Linked DNA regions of Mus musculus: all the other regions are linked to region 1. The links are chromatin contacts, called in public HiChIP or PLAC-seq and promoter capture Hi-C maps. All regions are on one chromosome and are shown on one strand. Each heading gives the region's core, a stretch centred on a gene start, on an enhancer-like site or on the middle of the called end of the contact. The rest is flanking DNA. Distances are from core to core; before and after follow the strand shown. Region 1 holds the start of Rev1 (REV1, DNA directed polymerase). Region 2 holds the start of Rnf149 (ring finger protein 149). Region 3 holds the start of Cox5b (cytochrome c oxidase subunit 5B). Region 4 holds the start of Cnot11 (CCR4-NOT transcription complex, subunit 11). Region 5 holds the start of Rpl31 (ribosomal protein L31). Region 6 holds the start of Tmem131 (transmembrane protein 131).

What was found. Promoter capture Hi-C pulls out the DNA fragments that hold promoters and counts their contacts. HiChIP or PLAC-seq counts read pairs in DNA pulled down with a chosen protein or histone mark.
Region 2: an H3K27ac HiChIP or PLAC-seq map of extraembryonic endoderm stem cells shows a contact between it and region 1, with 15 times the contacts expected there. The contact joins the promoter of Rnf149 here to the promoter of Rev1 in region 1. A contact is called at or near these places in 4 of 39 promoter capture datasets (cranial neural crest, frontonasal cranial neural crest, liver and 1 more) and 2 of 115 datasets of contacts at active chromatin or transcription factors (the 230-238 cell line and extraembryonic endoderm stem cells).
Region 3: a contact with region 1 is called in a promoter capture Hi-C map of liver, with 2.6 times the contacts expected there. The contact joins the promoter of Cox5b here to the promoter of Rev1 in region 1. A contact is called at or near these places in 3 of 39 promoter capture datasets (liver and pre-B cells) and 1 of 115 datasets of contacts at active chromatin or transcription factors (astrocytes).
Region 4: a promoter capture Hi-C map of hippocampal neurons shows a contact between it and region 1, with 5 times the contacts expected there. The contact joins the promoter of Cnot11 here to the promoter of Rev1 in region 1. A contact is called at or near these places in 4 of 39 promoter capture datasets (hippocampal neurons, liver and pre-B cells), 2 of 484 Hi-C or Micro-C datasets (both in embryonic stem cells), 5 of 115 datasets of contacts at active chromatin or transcription factors (astrocytes, embryonic forebrain, embryonic stem cells and 2 more) and 1 of 9 other capture datasets (adipose tissue).
Region 5: a promoter capture Hi-C map of liver shows a contact between it and region 1, with 3 times the contacts expected there. The contact joins the promoter of Rpl31 here to the promoter of Rev1 in region 1. A contact is called at or near these places in 6 of 39 promoter capture datasets (3T3-L1-derived adipocytes, the C10 cell line, embryonic stem cells and 2 more), 3 of 484 Hi-C or Micro-C datasets (the G1E-ER4 cell line, embryonic stem cells and regulatory T cells), 1 of 115 datasets of contacts at active chromatin or transcription factors (astrocytes) and 2 of 9 other capture datasets (adipose tissue and pancreatic islet).
Region 6: a contact with region 1 is called in a promoter capture Hi-C map of hematopoietic stem and progenitor cells, with 3 times the contacts expected there. The contact joins the promoter of Tmem131 here to the promoter of Rev1 in region 1. A contact is called at or near these places in 2 of 39 promoter capture datasets (hematopoietic stem and progenitor cells and liver) and 1 of 115 datasets of contacts at active chromatin or transcription factors (astrocytes).

The regions. Positions count from the first base shown.
Region 1 is chr1:38,128,335-38,131,031 of GRCm38.p6, reverse strand. Rev1 (REV1, DNA directed polymerase) reads left to right here and starts at 1,366. Exons shown (of 23, transcript NM_019570.4): 1 at 1,366-1,570.
Region 2 is chr1:39,576,021-39,578,717 of GRCm38.p6, reverse strand. It overlaps Rnf149 (ring finger protein 149), which reads left to right and starts at 1,371. Exons shown (of 7, transcript NM_001033135.3): 1 at 1,371-1,891. The coding sequence starts at 1,444.
Region 3 is chr1:36,690,167-36,692,863 of GRCm38.p6, reverse strand. Cox5b (cytochrome c oxidase subunit 5B) reads right to left here and starts at 1,377. Exons shown (of 4, transcript NM_009942.2): 1 at 1,175-1,377; 2 at 580-653; 3 at 314-413. The coding sequence starts at 1,277.
Region 4 is chr1:39,534,336-39,537,032 of GRCm38.p6, reverse strand. Cnot11 (CCR4-NOT transcription complex, subunit 11) reads right to left here and starts at 1,332. Exons shown (of 7, transcript NM_028043.3): 1 at 696-1,332. The coding sequence starts at 1,194.
Region 5 is chr1:39,366,531-39,369,227 of GRCm38.p6, reverse strand. It overlaps Rpl31 (ribosomal protein L31), which reads right to left and starts at 1,377. Exons shown (of 4, transcript NM_001252218.1): 1 at 973-1,377. The coding sequence starts at 1,079.
Region 6 is chr1:36,938,209-36,940,905 of GRCm38.p6, reverse strand. Tmem131 (transmembrane protein 131) reads left to right here and starts at 1,379. Exons shown (of 41, transcript NM_018872.2): 1 at 1,379-1,741. The coding sequence starts at 1,561.

The DNA of each region.
Region 1 (2,697 bases), core at 117-2,616:
GTCTCAAAAATAAAGTTTTGGTGTTTTTCTCATTGGAAATAACTGCTGTGTAGAGACAGTTTTTCAAAACTCCTCACAAGCCTCATTTCCCGCCCAGCGGTATTTCCGAACACAAGCTGGTGGTGTTGCAGCTCGTTCTGAAACTCCTGCAGTTACACTGTATCTAGCTCTTCAATTGTGGGTCCAGAGAAACAGAGCTGGGAGGGAATACTGAAGTTGAATTCATAAAGGAGAGCGAGCAAGTGGAGCAAAGGGGGAGAGGTTAAAATCGAGACAGATATATATATTTCCCATGTACATATACATACACAGAAAGAGAGAGAGAGATTTCGATTATCTCCTGTCTCTCTGGGAAAGGAACCTCAGGTTTGCAAAGTCAGTTTTAAAAAGAGTACTACTGTTTTCTAAGTGCCTGCAAACTCCTTTCAAAAGTCTTAAGGTGGGGAAGGAACAAAAGTGTTCAGTCTAGGGCGAGGAGTTGGTTGGCTTAATGTTTGAGCATTCCAACAATAAAGACTATCACAATAACCATGCAGTCTCCCATTGAACAGACACTACAGAGGCGGGGGAAATGGGCCTTAAGAGACTGTTTTTTTTCTTTTTTGCTAGGTGTATTTAACATCCACGAATAAATTGTGTAGCTGCTGGTTTTTTGTTTTTGTTTGTTTGTTTTTAACCATCACAAGGGAAAGCAATTTTCTTCAGGTCTGTGTGTTGCAAGTGGGAAAGGCAGGTAGAGCACAGGACCGGCAGTGGTAAGATTGTGAGGGACGTCGTGTCTGGACACAGCCTAGCTGGCTGCCAGCAAGTGACCTGGCATTCCCGCAGACCCGTGTGGGCCGCGGTTCTCCGCTCGCCGACCGAGCATGTGCTAGCCTGTGAGCGTCCTGGCCGCCGCTAGGTGGCGCCGCACATCAATCGGAGCGCGGTGCGGCGACGCGTTTCGCGCCTCGGCCGACCCTGCGCGGTCGTCTACCCGGTTAGTCCCGGCACCCGCGCCCTCCGCGGCGGCTGGGGAGCCCGGGCGGGGCGGGGCGGGGCGGGGCACGGCGGGGCGCGGCTGCGCGTCGCTGCAGCACCATTAGCTAGCCGGCCCCGGCGGGAGGCAGCGTGGTGATGCGGCGGGTCCCGCGCCACCTCCGCCCAGCCAGCCGCACGGTCACGTGCAGCCGAGGCGCTGCTCTCCACCCCCCCTCCCCGCGGGCGCCGGCGCGAGAGGAGGGCGGGGCCGGGGTCGCCTCGGGCCGGGCGCGAGCAGCGCGCGTGCGCCGCGCCCGGTGAGTGCGTGCGGGGCCGGGCCAGCGGGCCGCGGTGTGGATGGGAGGGGGAGCCGGGCGCGCGCCAGAGGAGCGGCGGGGGAGGGGCGGAGCTGCCGCGGAGGCGCGAGGCGGGCGCAGCGACTGAGGGAGCGTGGGCCGCGGTGCGGTGCGGTGCGGCTGGGCGGCCGCCTGACCGGTTGCCTTCCCCGGCGTTCCCCTCAGCCGCGGGGAGGACACTGAACGACGGCGGCGCCCGCGAGGCCCGAGGAAGCGGCTGGGCCCGGGCATGGTGGCCTGGGGCGGCGCGGAAGGTGAGCGACCCCCGGGCCGGCGGGTGGGGGAGGGGTACCGAGCCTCCGCCGTCCCCGCCTCCGCCGCACGAGCGGCCCGAGGCGCCGAGGCCGGGGGCTCGCGGTGCTGCCGCGAGGCCTCCTGCCTGCCGCGCCGCGTCGCCCCTGCGCCTCCGGCCGCCGGGTTATGTAACGCGTGACCTCCCGTTCCCGCTCCACACCCGGCGCTCCGTCGCGCGCCGATCGGGGCGCCCGCGGCCCTGCCTCCGAGTCCCGCCGCTGGCGTCGCAAGTCACCGGTTCCTCCTGCGCCGGCGCCTGGCCGGCCATTCATTCCCTCGCGCGTTCGAGTGTCCGCTCCGCCAGCGTTTGCAGAACGTGGCAGGGGGCACCCGGGGCCCGCGCCGCGGGTCTTCGCTCGTCCCCGGTGCATCGGCTTCTCCCCTCTGCCTTGCTCTTAGGCATCCCGGAGGCAGTGTTTCTCTCACTCCTTTTCCCTTGTCACTTATCTGTCCCCTTCATGTGCAGGACACCTGTCCCCAAGTGTTTGTACAGGTGCTCAGTTCACACTTGGGTGTGCTGTTATAATAACAGTCGGGGTGCACCGAGGGGGCACTTGTTTGTTTGGAGACTCTTCCTGTCCCGGGTTTGCAAAGCCCGGACTTTCCTGTAGTATCGTTCCTTGATTGTTTAAAAAAACACTACAGGTGATACATGCCTAGGATTTCACCGTGTGTTTTTTGGTGTTTCTTGGGTATAAAGTAGAAATGGTATGTAGATAAAAACAAGAGACCTCATAAAAAGGATTTGTAACTATTAAGGGCTATGTAACAGCTCTTAAATTATTTGCTTGGTCTCTGGCTTCTCTAGTACCTGTTCTTCCTTTACGTAGAGTAATAATACCACAATCTTGTTCCTATGGAGTGCGCATTAGCTCAGCTTAGCAAGACTCCATAAGTTTGCTTTCCCATATTGACCGGGCTTTGCCCAGGCAAATGCTGCTAGAATACCCTTCCGGCCCTTCCAGTGCTACCTGTGATGGACACTTGGAAGCTTACCTGGAGCTCTCCATCCAGGACTTCAGTCTGCACGAGTGCACTCGTTCATTGCTTAGACTACTTACTTGCCATTTTTCTTGAATTTCTGTTT
Region 2 (2,697 bases), core at 122-2,621, 1.4 Mb before region 1:
TTCACGAATCACACAGTTTATTGCCACACAAAGGGGACTTTTGGCATTTGCTCACACTGAGTAAAGAGGGGGAAACAACATGAGCAAGCCTCACAGGGAACATGGTTCAGAAATGCGGCAGCACAACGGCATAGTGAGTGAGTTTTGAAATCATGAGTTCAGTTGCTCCATCAGAATCGAAGCAGGCCTCTGCTGAAAGTCCAGTGTAATTAAAGACTTGGTGTTCCTTTATAGAACTGGTTCTCAGGAGAAACTGGTTTGACCAATACAACAGAGATCTGTGAGGTGACCTGAGGCCCCTCAGATAAAAAGGATAATATAAGTCAGGCTTAGGGATGAGTTGAAGGTCTGTCACAGTATATGCCTGTGTGTGTATGTCTTCAGAATAGTGCCTAACAATGTATAGCTATGCATTAAGTCCATCACTTAAGTGTCCACTTCTTAGGTTTAAATACATTTTGATATTCAGTAGCTCATATATGAAGAGGTATTTTAAATGTCTTTTGATATTTGGTAACTCGGGTGTGATGTCTCCTCAGCGTTATGGAGAGATCTCCTGTGTTTATTCGGGTCTAGTCAGACTTCACATTCTTCAAAGGAAATACCTTTCAGGTTCGCTGGGGTTGATCTACCAGAGCATCTCAAATCTCAGCTCTACTCAAGATTTTACCGGAGCAGAGTTACCATACTTGCATTTAACTATGTTTAGTGTGTTCAGGATCTTTTAATGGTACACTGAAAGTATCCACCCACTGTGTTGTCGAAGGACTATCTATCAGCCACCATTTACCTCCAAACAAATCCTTTCCCCTTTTTCCCCCCTTTTGATTAATGTAGCACCTTCGTCTTCGTCCAAACAGAGGCACACATAAACTAAGGAGAAGGAAGAAAGGGCTCGAAGGCAACCATTGAGAAAAGAGCAACAAAGAATTTAATATATTACAGAGTTTGTAACAAAAGGCATCTGGACAACTTGACTTAGTGGTTTTTGTTGTTGTTTGCTTGTTTGTTTAAGTGGTTTAGGCAGCCAGGCTTTTGCCGCGTGCCTTGCACAGTCAACTCCACCCTCTGAGAAACTTTACACAACCGCAGTCCCACGCTGGCCGACCCGGAGCGCACAAACTTCCCCAGACTTGGGGACTCTGGCAGCAGGGTTGCACAACTCTCTGCAGCATCTGCAAGCTTCAGCTCGGCCGCCCACAGCCCTGCGGCACAGACCCTGGCGCCTGCGCACTCCTCACGCCCGCGGGCAGGGCCCCACCCCTTCCGTCGCCACGCCCCGGTCACGCCCCTCCAGGTGCGCGTGCGCCGCGGGTCCGCCCCCGCCGCGCTCGGCGGTCTCTCGCGAGCCGCCGCCGTCTCCTCAAAGCTGTGGGCCAGCCTGGAGTGAGTCGCCTCGTTCTGACTCGCGCTCTTCTTCCTCAGTAGCCCGGCCGGGCGGCCATGGCGGCGCGGCGGCGGCCCGCGGCCGGCGTGGGAGCCCGGGACGCACTCGCGGTGCTGGCGCTGGCCTTGTGTACTCCCGGGGTGGGCGGCGGGGCGCTCGAGTGGTACTCGGCCATGGTGAGCATCGAATACGTGGACCCGCAGTCGAACCTGACGGTGTGGAGCGTGTCGGAGAGCGGCCGCTTCGGAGAAAGCTCGCTCCGGGAGGAGAGGCAGGGCCTGGTGGGCGTCCCGCGCGCGCCCGCGCCCGCGGAGGGCTGCGCGCCCGACACGCGCTTCGTGGCGCCCGGCGCCCTCGGCAACGCGCCCTGGGTGGCGCTGGTGGCGCGAGGCGGCTGCACCTTCAAGGACAAGGTGCTGGCGGCGGCGCGGAGGAACGCCTCGGCCGTGGTGGTCTACAACCTGGAGAGCAACGGGAACGCCACCGAGCCCATGTCTCACGCGGGTGAGCAGGCCGGGCGCTGGGCCGCTGGCCGCGGCCGGGGCGAGCCTGGTGGTTCCCCGGGTGGTGTGGAGAGGGAAGTGCGTGCACACGCTGCAGGATCGGAGCTTCACCTCGGGAGGGTGAGAAAGCTGGGAAGGGCCCTCGGCCGGGGAGTAGCAAACACACCGGTGGCAGGTCCTACGGAGTTCAGTAACTCTACAGATTCCCGAACCCGGGTCGCTTCCTAAGGTCGGCTCACGGACTCCCAAAGTTGGTTGAGTGGAGAGTGTGTAGGAGTGGACGGCTGGCGCCGCCAGGCTCGCATTGTCTCTTCACCAACCTAAAGTGGCTACTCGATGTGGTTTCTTCCTCTCGATGAGGCGAATATGAGTGTTTTCAAAACCCTGGATCAAAAAACCTGGGTTTTCTTGCTGTAGTTTCTCTCTCGACGCATGTAGGGTGATCGCACTAGCTCCTGGTTTGGACAGTTTGAATTCAGATGAATTTTTTTTTTTAAACTGTTTTCATTGAAGGAAAGAAAGGCCTTGCTACCTCTGTCAGGAGGCCACCTCTAAACACGCTGTTCCAGGGGACAGACAAGGATGAGTTTGCAAAATGTCATCCTTGGGACAGAGTTCTCTCCGGGGACCCAGAATTTGATTGTGTTTCTCTTGTGCCTTCTAAGATCACATTAGCTTTAGGCATCACACGGTTGACTCATTCTGAATTTCCTGTGATTAGGGTTTTTAAGTTTCTGCTACTAGCTAAGACATCTTTCTTCCTGTACTGCATTTTTGTTCTCGTTCTGTTTTGGTGTGCATGCGACA
Region 3 (2,697 bases), core at 128-2,627, 1.4 Mb after region 1:
TGGGCTGGAAAGATAGTTCAGCAATTAAAAGCATGGACTGCTCTTCCAGAGGACCTGAGTTCAATTCCCAGTAGCCACAGCAAAGTGGCTCACAGCCTTGCTTGTAACTACAGCTCCAGGGTCATCTGCCTTCTGTGACTTCTCATGCATACTGAGACTTAAGACAGTCAACAACCCTTACAACAATGTATACACATATTTACATTTTTACACACATACAGTCCATCATACACACATATCTGAAGCAATTTATAGACATTCTGTGAGGCAGGTTATAAACAAATGGGCCAGAAAATAAAAACAAAGTGCTTACAGATGCAGCCCACTATTCTCTTGTTGCTGATGGACGGGACTAGATTAGGGTCTTCCTTGGTGCCTGAAGCTGCCTTTGGAGGTAGCATATTGTATGGGTCCTGAAAGAGACAAGAGTTGACTATTTATGACAGATAACGCCTGCCACTGCACTGCAAAAGGGCCGTTCCTACAAGCTGGGTTGTCAGGACCAGACGCTGGCTGACAGGAACTCCTCTAATCCCATCCAAGCCCCAGGGCTCCAGAGGACACAGCATTTCTCCTTACCAGTCCCTTCTGTGCTGCTATCATGATCTCCCTCTCCAGCCCAGTAGCCTGCTCCTCATCAGTGGGGACACCACCTAGAAGAAGAAAAATGAGCTACGGCAATTGATATGACCACGATGGATACACGATAAAAAGATCAACACGGGAAAGGTGACGTTATCCGCTTCTTTGGTGGGTTCCCAAGCTACCCATTCCCACAGTCCCCTAAGCCCACTGAGGCATGACTCCCAAGCCATACCGTTTTTCCCTTCCCACCGCGGAAGCTTGGTTGTCGACTTTCCCTACAATCAAGTCATGAGAGTATACTGGCTGGTGGCGGGCAAGGGATTTGAATGTTGGTCCAGCGCTTTTTCAGCCCTCCAAGTCCTTGTGTTCCAAGGTCACCCGGCACCTTCCAGTGAGGGCACTTTGAAAGCGGGTTCGATCGGGTGGGCGGCCGAAATTACAGCAAGACCGGACAGAGCGCCGGCTCCCGGAGCCTAAGGTGGTCAGCAGGGCTCGAGAGAACGCTAATGGCCGACCCCGCTCGACCGCCCATCACCAACCACGCCGGAGGCCATGGACACCGGCCTGTCCCGCCCAGCTGGTCACGTACCTCCAGAAGCCATGGAGCGGGTCACGGCCGCGCCACGGGGGCCGTGGGCCCTCAGGGCCTGCGCCGCCAAAGCGCCCACTCCGCGAAGTAACCTTGAAGCCATCTCGCCCGAGACAAGCAGATGCACTTCCGGGAACAGGCTGAGCAAGATGGGCGGGACTTCCGTTGGTGGGAGTCTAACAACGCCCGGTCAGTCTTCCGCTTCCTGCCCCGACCAGCCGAAGCAGCGCTAAAAGTAGACGCCGCACATGCGCAGTTCTGCCTCTTCGTGGGCCGCGCAGACTCCCGCCGCCTCCGGGGCGTGGCGTCAGTCACCCTGACAGCTAGCGGCTTTCGGGTTCATGACCTGTCCGCTTGAGTGTTCGCGCCCAGTGTCCCAGCCACATAGTAGTTCTTGTAGTGGAGGTGCTGTGGAAGCCGAAGTTCCCGCAGTCAAGGGCTTCCACCACGAATCATACAACCTTGGGCGTGAGCTCAGGAAGCCTGTTGTGTTTGTTATGCCTGTTAGCCACGGGTTCGAGACTGCAGACAGCTTTAGTTGTTACCAAATTGTTGCAATGGCCCACTCCGTCAGAAATTGACAGTACACCCCCCCACACACACAGTCTTAGCCTCAATTCCCTCCTCCACTCTGTTTTGTTTTGTTTTTTAAGCACGGTATCACTATGTAGCCTGGCTGACCTTTAACTCCCTATGTAGATCAGGGTGGTCTAAAGCTCACAGAGATCTGGTTACCTCTGCTGGGATTAAAGCTGTTGCACCGTCCTCAGTTTTCCTCCTATAGTAATGTTATGGGAGGTGATGGTGTTGGCCCCAGGGACAAGGATGAGGGGGGTGCGGGGGGTGCGGTGCAGAAGGGCTTTGGAGGCATAGATGTAGGATACCTCCTGATGGCCACTCCACCACGATGAGGATACTAGGAGGAGGAGGGACAGAAAGAAAGTTAATAATGCAACTGGAAATGACAATAGGCACCGTGGCCAGAAGTCTCTAATTTAGACAGAAAACGTCCTCCATTGCTCAGTGTTGCACACAGGTAAAGCCTGACAACTCACGGCAGAGCGTTCACTAGATTTCCAAACACTGGCTTCTTCGATTTATTCTCGTTGTGGAACATTCCTGAAACACTATGGCTGCATACAGTATCTATGCTTCCCTAATTGCGTCCCAGTGATGAAATCTTAAGTACCTTGCAGAGGCCTGACATAATAATATCAAATGACTTTTAGTAAATCCTGCCGCTTGGACCAAAAATATAGTTTATAGAGCTTGTGACTACAAAAGGTCAAGTTGAGGAAAACTACAAAGGACTAAATTCCTGGGTGTTGTCACCTACCCCTTGTAGGTTATTTTCAAAAGGGTCTGGTGGAACATTCCTTCAGAGGAACTAACCTGGTCTTCATGGCTGCCCTCAACCAAGAAAAAAAAATAGCCTATAATGAGGCACCAAATTTCTTGACTGTGAAGATGGGCTTACACTTTGCATAGTTTTCATTTTTACTTCCTTGTCTCCACTACAATCA
Region 4 (2,697 bases), core at 83-2,582, 1.4 Mb before region 1:
ATGTATGTCAGCCTGTGAGTGGTACAGCTGTCCCAGAGTCCTGGACGAGGCTCATGGTATAGAGGAAGTGACCCTGGGTTCCATCCACAGCACCAAATTTAGGGGCGCATCCTCAGGTGTAATCTATGCCTGATCTTAGCAATGCTGCAAAAGCAAACATTCCACAATACTGCCCAGGACACATGCATCTTTGAATGGTTAATTAGAAACGACTTCATCCTCTCCTCACGCGACATTACAGCTAACCAAGGAGTTGGCTGCAAAGACTTTAGATATTGTGGTGATGTGGACTTCAACCTCAGGTTCTTAATACCGACTTCTTTACTCGGAGGCTTAAAAAGGGGGTAAACTCAGTGCCATTGGCTGTAACTTCGCATACCTCAGGACCTTACAATCAAGAATGAACCGTATCTGGCATACTAAAATATGTCCAGCCCGTTTGTGGGCTTGTACGATGTGTTGGCTTTTTCGATTGGGAGGGATCATCTGGAGTGTAGTGAATTTGAAAAAAAAAAAAAACCAAAAAAACAAAACTTGCAACTTCTATCTCTCCCCTATTTTAGGGAAAGAAAGTATGGAAAAGGAGGGAGGGTCGATCCCCTCCAAGGAGGCTGAATGTCCCTAGCTGACGACCCCCCTCCCACCCCCACCCCAGAACAGCTGGCTGCGCCCGCACGGCTGGCTGCGGGACGTACCTGAGAGCGGGGGCCGGTCGGGCTCCTGGCCGCCGCGGGCGGGCGGCGCCGGGTTGAGCAGGTGCGCGAAGCTGGCCGCGAACGGGTTGGCGGCGAGCGGCTCGGTGCGGTACATCTCCCAGAGCAGGTAGAGCGCCGTGAGGCGCTGCGCCGCGCTAGGCAGCAGGTCCGGCTGCTGCAGCAGCATCACCAGCACCGAGCCCAGGCGGAAGTGGTCGGCCTTGCTGAAGTAGTGGTGGAAGGCGGTGGACAGGCCCTCGAAGGTGCTGCCGCCGCCCGCCTCCTCCGAGATGATGCTCAGCAGGCTCGAGAGCTCCTTCGGGGTCAGGCTCATCCTGCCCGCGGGGCCTCCAATCCCTGGCCCAGGGCCGCCTGCTCCGCCTCGGCCTCCGCTCGAGCCCGCCGGGCCGCTCCGGAACGCCGCTGCCTCCCGCGCCCCTCTGGGATCCGCTGAGGAGAGAAGCCGGCCAGACGCCGTGCTCGCCCCGCCGCCGGGCATCAACCTCGCCCGCCTACCCCGCTTCCCGGCCGAGAGGCCCAAGGCGCCGACTCGCTGCGTCCTCCCGCGGCCGTAAAGCGCACCCTTCCGCGACAGCGTCGCAAACAAAAACAGTGCCTAAGTCAGACGAGCGGAACGGAGACACAGGGCCGACAGACCGACGACGCTGGCCGAGCGGAGGTTCCGGAGACGCGAGTGGGCGGGGCGCCGTGTCCGGAAGGGGGCGGGGCGCCGTGGAGGGCGGGGCCGCGTGGTCTCTGAGCTGTCCGAGTGGTCCTTCCCTGCCTGAGTGATGTAGAGACCGCCGTTAATTGCCCTTAAAGCCCTCAGAAGCGATCCTTGGGTGACAGGGTGGCGCCAAACCTGCCCAGTCAATATTGCCTAAGTTATAATTTGGAAACTAGGTCTTAGATGCTAACTGGTCTGATAGAGCATCCTTGACGGCTCATTTCTTGTAAATACCAATGAAAACAGGATTCTCAGAAACAGTTTAAATTTCGAGCCTTGCTCGTATTCTCAGAGATGGGGTCGTACCGCACATAAACGTTTGGTTATGTGAACAAAAATCTAGGCGAGGCCGGCACCAGGGAGGCAGAGGCAGACGAACCCCTGTGAGTTCGAGGCCAGCCTGGTCTAAAAAGAAAGAAAAAAAAAAATCTGAGAAAACTGTCTCGAGAAATATTCGTTTACAAAATCGTTTGCAGTGCTTCTTTTTCCTTAGCCTGCCCTAGGGCACTTTTTCTGGACGCCTTGGCTGAACACTGGAAAACCCTGGAAATTTCTTTACATACCAGCCTCCTGGACCTGGTCCCCTGTGATCTGTTTCAAAGGCACCGCTGCCCGCTCCCCACCCCTATGCTCCGGTGGTGACTAGTATCCACTCTAGAGTTACAGAAACCGAGCGACTGTCATCAGCGTCACCTGCTAGCTACCCTGTGCTAAAACTCTTCGGCAGCTGAAAGTTTTCTATTTACCGCTGAAGTTCTCAAGGAAATCTTCAGGAACAGGTGATGGGTATGGCGCATATTTTAAAGGCCTCTTTAGTTTACTGTTAAACCTGTGGAGGGGTTCTGCCAATGAACATTGCAATCAGCAGAAAATATAGCTTGCCAAACGGGGCAAATGATTCAAATTACCTCTTCTACTACTACTACTACTACTACTACTACTACTACTACTACTACTACTAATTAGTCAACTATGTTCTCTTTGAGCCTTTTTACATTGGATGCTCTATGACAACTAATCATACTAAAACCCACTCATGCTAGTTATTGTCATAACTTATTGTTAGTTGATAACTTAAATGTTAGTACAGTATGGGTGTTTCGAGATGTTTTAAGGTATTTGAGCACAGCACGTTACCCGCCAATAGAGCTGATTTCCACTAAGATTAATACCAAGAGCGTCTTCCCTGTTTCCACTGGGCTTGTTTCTAGGGTTTCTCTGCCATTACCACAAACTGAGTTCATTTTCACTGTAGAACCCACTTCCTCTCCCTTC
Region 5 (2,697 bases), core at 128-2,627, 1.2 Mb before region 1:
GCAGACCTAGCACTGGGCTCAACTACTACCCGAATGAATGAGACAGGGAAAGCAAGGAGTGGAACAAAGCAGAGGCTTGGTTTACACCACAATGGGGACCAAGAAATTACCAAAGAATGAAGGAGGCTAGAGATTCTCACATAGGGCCTTATCAACAAAATACAAAAGGCCTGGGGGGGGGGTACGACTCGCTTCTACAATGCTCTATTCAAGGCTGCTTTTAAAGAGTACCTTTCACCTGAGAGCGACTCTTCCTTCCACATACTGGGCAACACCCACACCACCTTTAACTTGTGGCCTACTTTCACTTTGTCACAGGCCTAAATAGTGCTTCATAGTGCTTAATATGCCCAACCATAGAGGAAGGAACGTGGCCGACCACCAGCAGTATTCATACCGGGCAAAGACCTTGGGGCAACCCACTAGGTGCAGACACACATTTCAACCCGGCAAAATCTCTCCGAAAATACTAAACCATCAAGTCCAAGAACTCAAGCTCTAGGGCTGGAACGCAAATGCAGATAGGTCGTGTACAAATAAGGACCGCAATCACTCTCTGTAACCGCCACTTTACTACAACTTGCCCCGAATTTGCACAAATCTGTATAATCGGACGACGAAAAAAAAAATCGTATTTCGCACTTGAGGTAGTAACCGGCCACTTTCCTGCAGCGTACAAGTCACTGACTTTCCTTTTACACGTCCGGATTACCAGAACTCACGTTTTAGCACCACCAACCTTCCCCAAGTCTAACCGCTCCCTCAAACTCCATCACAGCCTCCAGTCTCCATTTCCTAGCCGGTTGCCGTGCAAGCCAAACCCCGCACACCTTCCACGTACACACAACCACACCGGAATAAACCCGCTTGCCCTCTAGAGCACCCAGTCTGTAAGCAAGGCTCGCGGGTGACAGCCCAGCCCGGCCGGAGCCCGAAGGGGGTCGCGGGCCACACCGCCCGCCCGGTACTCACACTCCATGGATGCGCTTGTGAATGTTGATGGTGTATTCTCGGGTCACCACCTCGTTGATGGCAGAACGGCCCTTCTTCTTCTCGCCACCCTTCTTTGCGGGAGCCATCTAGACGCAGGCGACAGGGAGGGAGGCTCTAAGCAGGTAGTGGGAAAGCCCAAGCCCGAGCTAAGGTGCACCCGTACCCCGCAGGCCGTCCTCCCACCGCCCCGGACCGCAGAGCCTCCGCGCGGCGCGGGACAAACCCCACCGAGCCTGCCCGTCCCGCGCCGGGCGCGGATGGCGCCGGATTTCAGAGCCGCGACCCCGCAGCCATACTCACTCTGCCGGGCCCAAGTAGGAAAGGAAGGGCGCGAGGGTTTGTGGGAGGGAAAGTCGCGTAGCCGTACAACTTCCGGGTCACGGGGAGGCGAGGAGGAAGAGGTGTGGCGAGGGAAGTTAGGAGTTAGGCTGGGGCGTAAATACAGCGCGCGTCAGGGGCGGAGCGAGCGGCATGGGGCGGACCCAGGGCGGGCCCAGGGCGGGGTCGATCTTGTCAGTCTTCTTGCAATCTGCCTTGAGCAGTGGAGGTGCGGGATGGGATTTAAATCCCAACCCGAACCCGGATTCGGAACGCCCGGCCGGGAGGGAAGATACTCCAGTTTTTCGGGTGCACTCGCTCACTCACTCTACGTTTGTTTAATCTATTAGATACTGTGCTTGGCGGAAGGTCCCCGGAATGACCGAGACGACAACAAAAGAATTTATTTTCCAAGTCGAAAATGCCCACGGAAATGCCAGGCACGTCCGTAGAAAATAGATCTCCGAATCTAAACATGTCCGAATAGCCTGTCTATTGGAGTTTCAGCAATGAGCAAGTTTCAGGATCTCACAGGCAAGAAGACAGGCAGGCAGAAACTCCACGATCTTACAAGGAACCTATGTCTCTGCCTCCTTTGGCTAAGGGATGCTGGGGCCTTTGGATTCCCCAAAGGTCAGACTTGGGGTGGACAGGCAACTGCTCTCTCTCTCTTAAGAAAATAGTGTCCACAGCCACGTGTGGTGGTGCACACCTGTGATCCCAGAACTTTGTGGGTTGAGTTAGGTGATCAGGAGTTCGAGATATCCTTGACTGTAGTGGGCTAAACACGCTTGACAATATCTGATGACTTCTCAGTGGGGCTAGGAGGAAAGGAGCAGACAGGCTCGGTTCTAGTTCTTAGAGAATCCAAACCAGAAGGGGTTCTATGGGAGTGCTGATTGGTACTGGGGTTGAGCTCAGAAAATTGCAACGCAATCTCCCAAGCAGAGCCACTCAAAAATAATTTAAAAGGAAGTCTGGAGCGATGCATTCAGGAGGCAGAGCAAGAGGATGCCAAATTAAGGACGGACTACACAGAGGCCAGTCTTGGCTACACAATGAGACTAGATCCAAGAGTAAGGGGAGGAGAGAGGGAAGGGGAGAGTAGAGACTGAGGGAGGGAGAGGGAGGAAGGGCTATAAAGAGAATATGAAAATGTGAATTTGGGATCTTTAGCAAGAAGACAGAGGAGCCCACTAGTCAGAGTGTGCTGACTTGAGCAAGAAATGATAATTAGTTATGGTTAATAAATAATGGTTAATTAGAAAAGCTGAGTTTATAAAAGGCTGTGAGTTCCTGACTTCATACTAAAAGTAAAACATGAATAATTTAAGGAGTCAATAAACTAGACATATCCGTCCACACATGATTAAGCTAAAAAATCAA
Region 6 (2,697 bases), core at 130-2,629, 1.2 Mb after region 1:
AGGCTACAGAAGGAGAATGCCTTGGGGGTGGGGGTGGGGGGCAAACCAAAAGCCATCGGGGGTGAGGACGCCTTCAAAATGTATTATTAATTTACATGTTTGCTTCACAAACAGGACGACAGCAGAAGGAAGAACGTTGAGTACCTTTTAAAAAAGGTTTTCTGAAATCCCATTTTCTTTTCTAGTTTGTTCTAAGACATGCAATAGGCAAATGTGGCCTTTTAAATAGATCGACTAACTCAACCAAAAGCTGAGAAAAGCAAAAAAAGACTCTGGGGCTAGGCTCTGGGGGGAAGTGACCAGGCTACCAAACTGTGACAATATCCTTCCTTCCCCTTCCCCAAAGGGCCTAGATTAAGACTTGTATCGAGCAAACAGACACACAGAAAAACACACACACACACTCAAACTTTAACCTGGGAGACATGAGGTGCTTCTTACAGGAGACTAAGACACACCATCTTTGATTTTGGCCTTTGAAAGGAGTATGCGCATAGAAACATATTGATCATTCCAAGACAGAGAAAACCCAGTCTGATTTCTGGCACACCTCGCCTTGTTCCTCCACCCCGCCCCAACTAATGCTTTTTACACACATGGTAAGTTTCCAAATACAAGCAAGCAAAGAAACTGCATAAAAAGGGCTTCCTGTGAACAAGAGGTACGAAGGTTCCATTAAGTCCCTCTTGGGTACGCTTTGGAAGACACAAATGTAAAGAGGGCGGGTCCCCCGTTCTTAAGGAAGCACTGCAAGAAATTGAATCGGACCCTGAACACTTCCCACGTCAAAGCCACCGAGAGGCAGAGGTGCGACCCGAGAAATCACTGGCACGGACTGTCGGCGCTGGGCTCCGGATGCGCACTCAGCCCTCTGAAAGGCTCGGACATTGCAGTACCACTAGACCCGGGTTTGTCCCGGCGTCGGAGGCGCGGCCGGGCCCCGCCCACGCACCAAAGCGGCTGCGCAGCGTGGCTACCCTATCTCCCACGTGACTGCCGTCATTGCCTCCGTGAAGCTCCGGCCGCCATCTTAACTCCTGGCCGGCCCGGGTCCCTCTCCCTCCTTCTCCCGGGCCGTGCGGCAGTGACAGGGTGCGGTTGGCCGCCCCGGCCCGTCCGGTCGGTGAAGCCCGTGTGATTCTGAGGGCGGGGCGAGGAGCCGGAGCTCACGGAGTCCACGGGGAGCACGCGAACCGGCGGGCCGCCCAGGTATTGGCACGGAGGGGGCGGGCCCCTGCGCTCTGCCCCGCCCCTTAGAGGCCAGCGCCGGGGCCCGCGGCCCTTGCCCGTTTCCAGTATGGCCGCCCGCCGTGCCTGACCCGCGGCCTCTCCGTTCCGGCTCTTCGTAGGCGATGCCGATGCCGAGACTGTGACTGACACTCTCGCTCCCACGCACGCACCGACCCAGACCCACGCCGGGAGCCCGAGCTCTGGGCCCACAACCGCTCTCTCCTCGGGCACCGCGGCCATAGCCCGGACCACGGCTCCCGCGCCGCTGCCGTCGCCTCGCGGAGAAGGGTCGCGCAGGACCTCGAGCTCGGCGGCCCCCGGCCCGCCAGGATGGGGAAGCGGGCGGGAGGAGCAGCCGCCGCCGCCGCCGCCGCCTCCACGTCCTCCGCGGCCGGGCTGGAGCCCGCGGCTGGCCGAGGCGGGGGTCCTCGGAGCGCAGCCGCGGGCCTCCTGGGAGCGCTGCACCTGGTGATGACCCTCGTGGTGGCCGCGGCGCGGGCCGAGAAGGAAGGTGGGTTGCCGGCGGCGGGCGGCGGGCGACAGGCGGCAGAGGGAGGCCCGCGACGGGCGCCGGCGCGAAGTTGCTGGGTCGAGCCCCGTCCCGAGCCGGCGACTCGGGGTTCGGCGAGCTGCCGCGTCGGCCGCGCGCCGCGGCTCTGCCGCTGCTCCGTGATTCCTTTCCCCTCACCGTGTCCCGGTCTTTCCCTCGTCTACTGTCAGTGCCCATAAAACTTCCCGAGCTCTCTTGTAGGTTCTTGCCACTTGGCCCGCTATGCGAGGAGGCACCCCGCTTTTAGGCTTCTTGGTGGCTCCTGCTAGGTCGATCGCGGGACGCTTTTCTTGTTTTCCCTTTGTCAGGTTTTAATTTGGGCATGCGGACCGAGCTCACTTTAAAATGCGGTGGTTAAAAAAGAAGAAAAAAAAAAAGCGAGACTGGTGGAAAGGCTTCAATACACGGCTTATAAAATTTCTATTTGCTGGGACATCTCTTTGAAGAGGCTCTTGTTTCCTTAGTATCCTTCTTCACTATCCCTTTGCGGTATGGAGGATCGTTTGTTATTAGCCCTAAATAGACTCTCATTTGCCTCTAGTAAGCTACTGGAAGCCGGTTTCCATTTCTGCTTTAATATCCTCACGTAATTCGGTGCCTTTCTCTTTGATGTGTGAGCCCTTAGAAACGAATGTCAAGTTCCCAGCTTGCACACCCTTCACCTGTAACTCACAATTGAAGCCGCACTCCAGTTTTAATAACTCCTCTAATATTGTAAGGTTGTAAAACTGGTACTTTGACAAGATCAGAAATTACTTTGCAGTCTTGAAGACTAATTTGGGGGTGGGGGTGTTCTGGACTACCTGTTTCTGAACGTGAGCCCAAGGAGAAGTGTGAGCAGTCACAGAACCTTCATGAATTAATTCACAGTGAATGCTGCTTTTTTTTTTCCCTAAGAAGAAAACTAGTTAGATTAT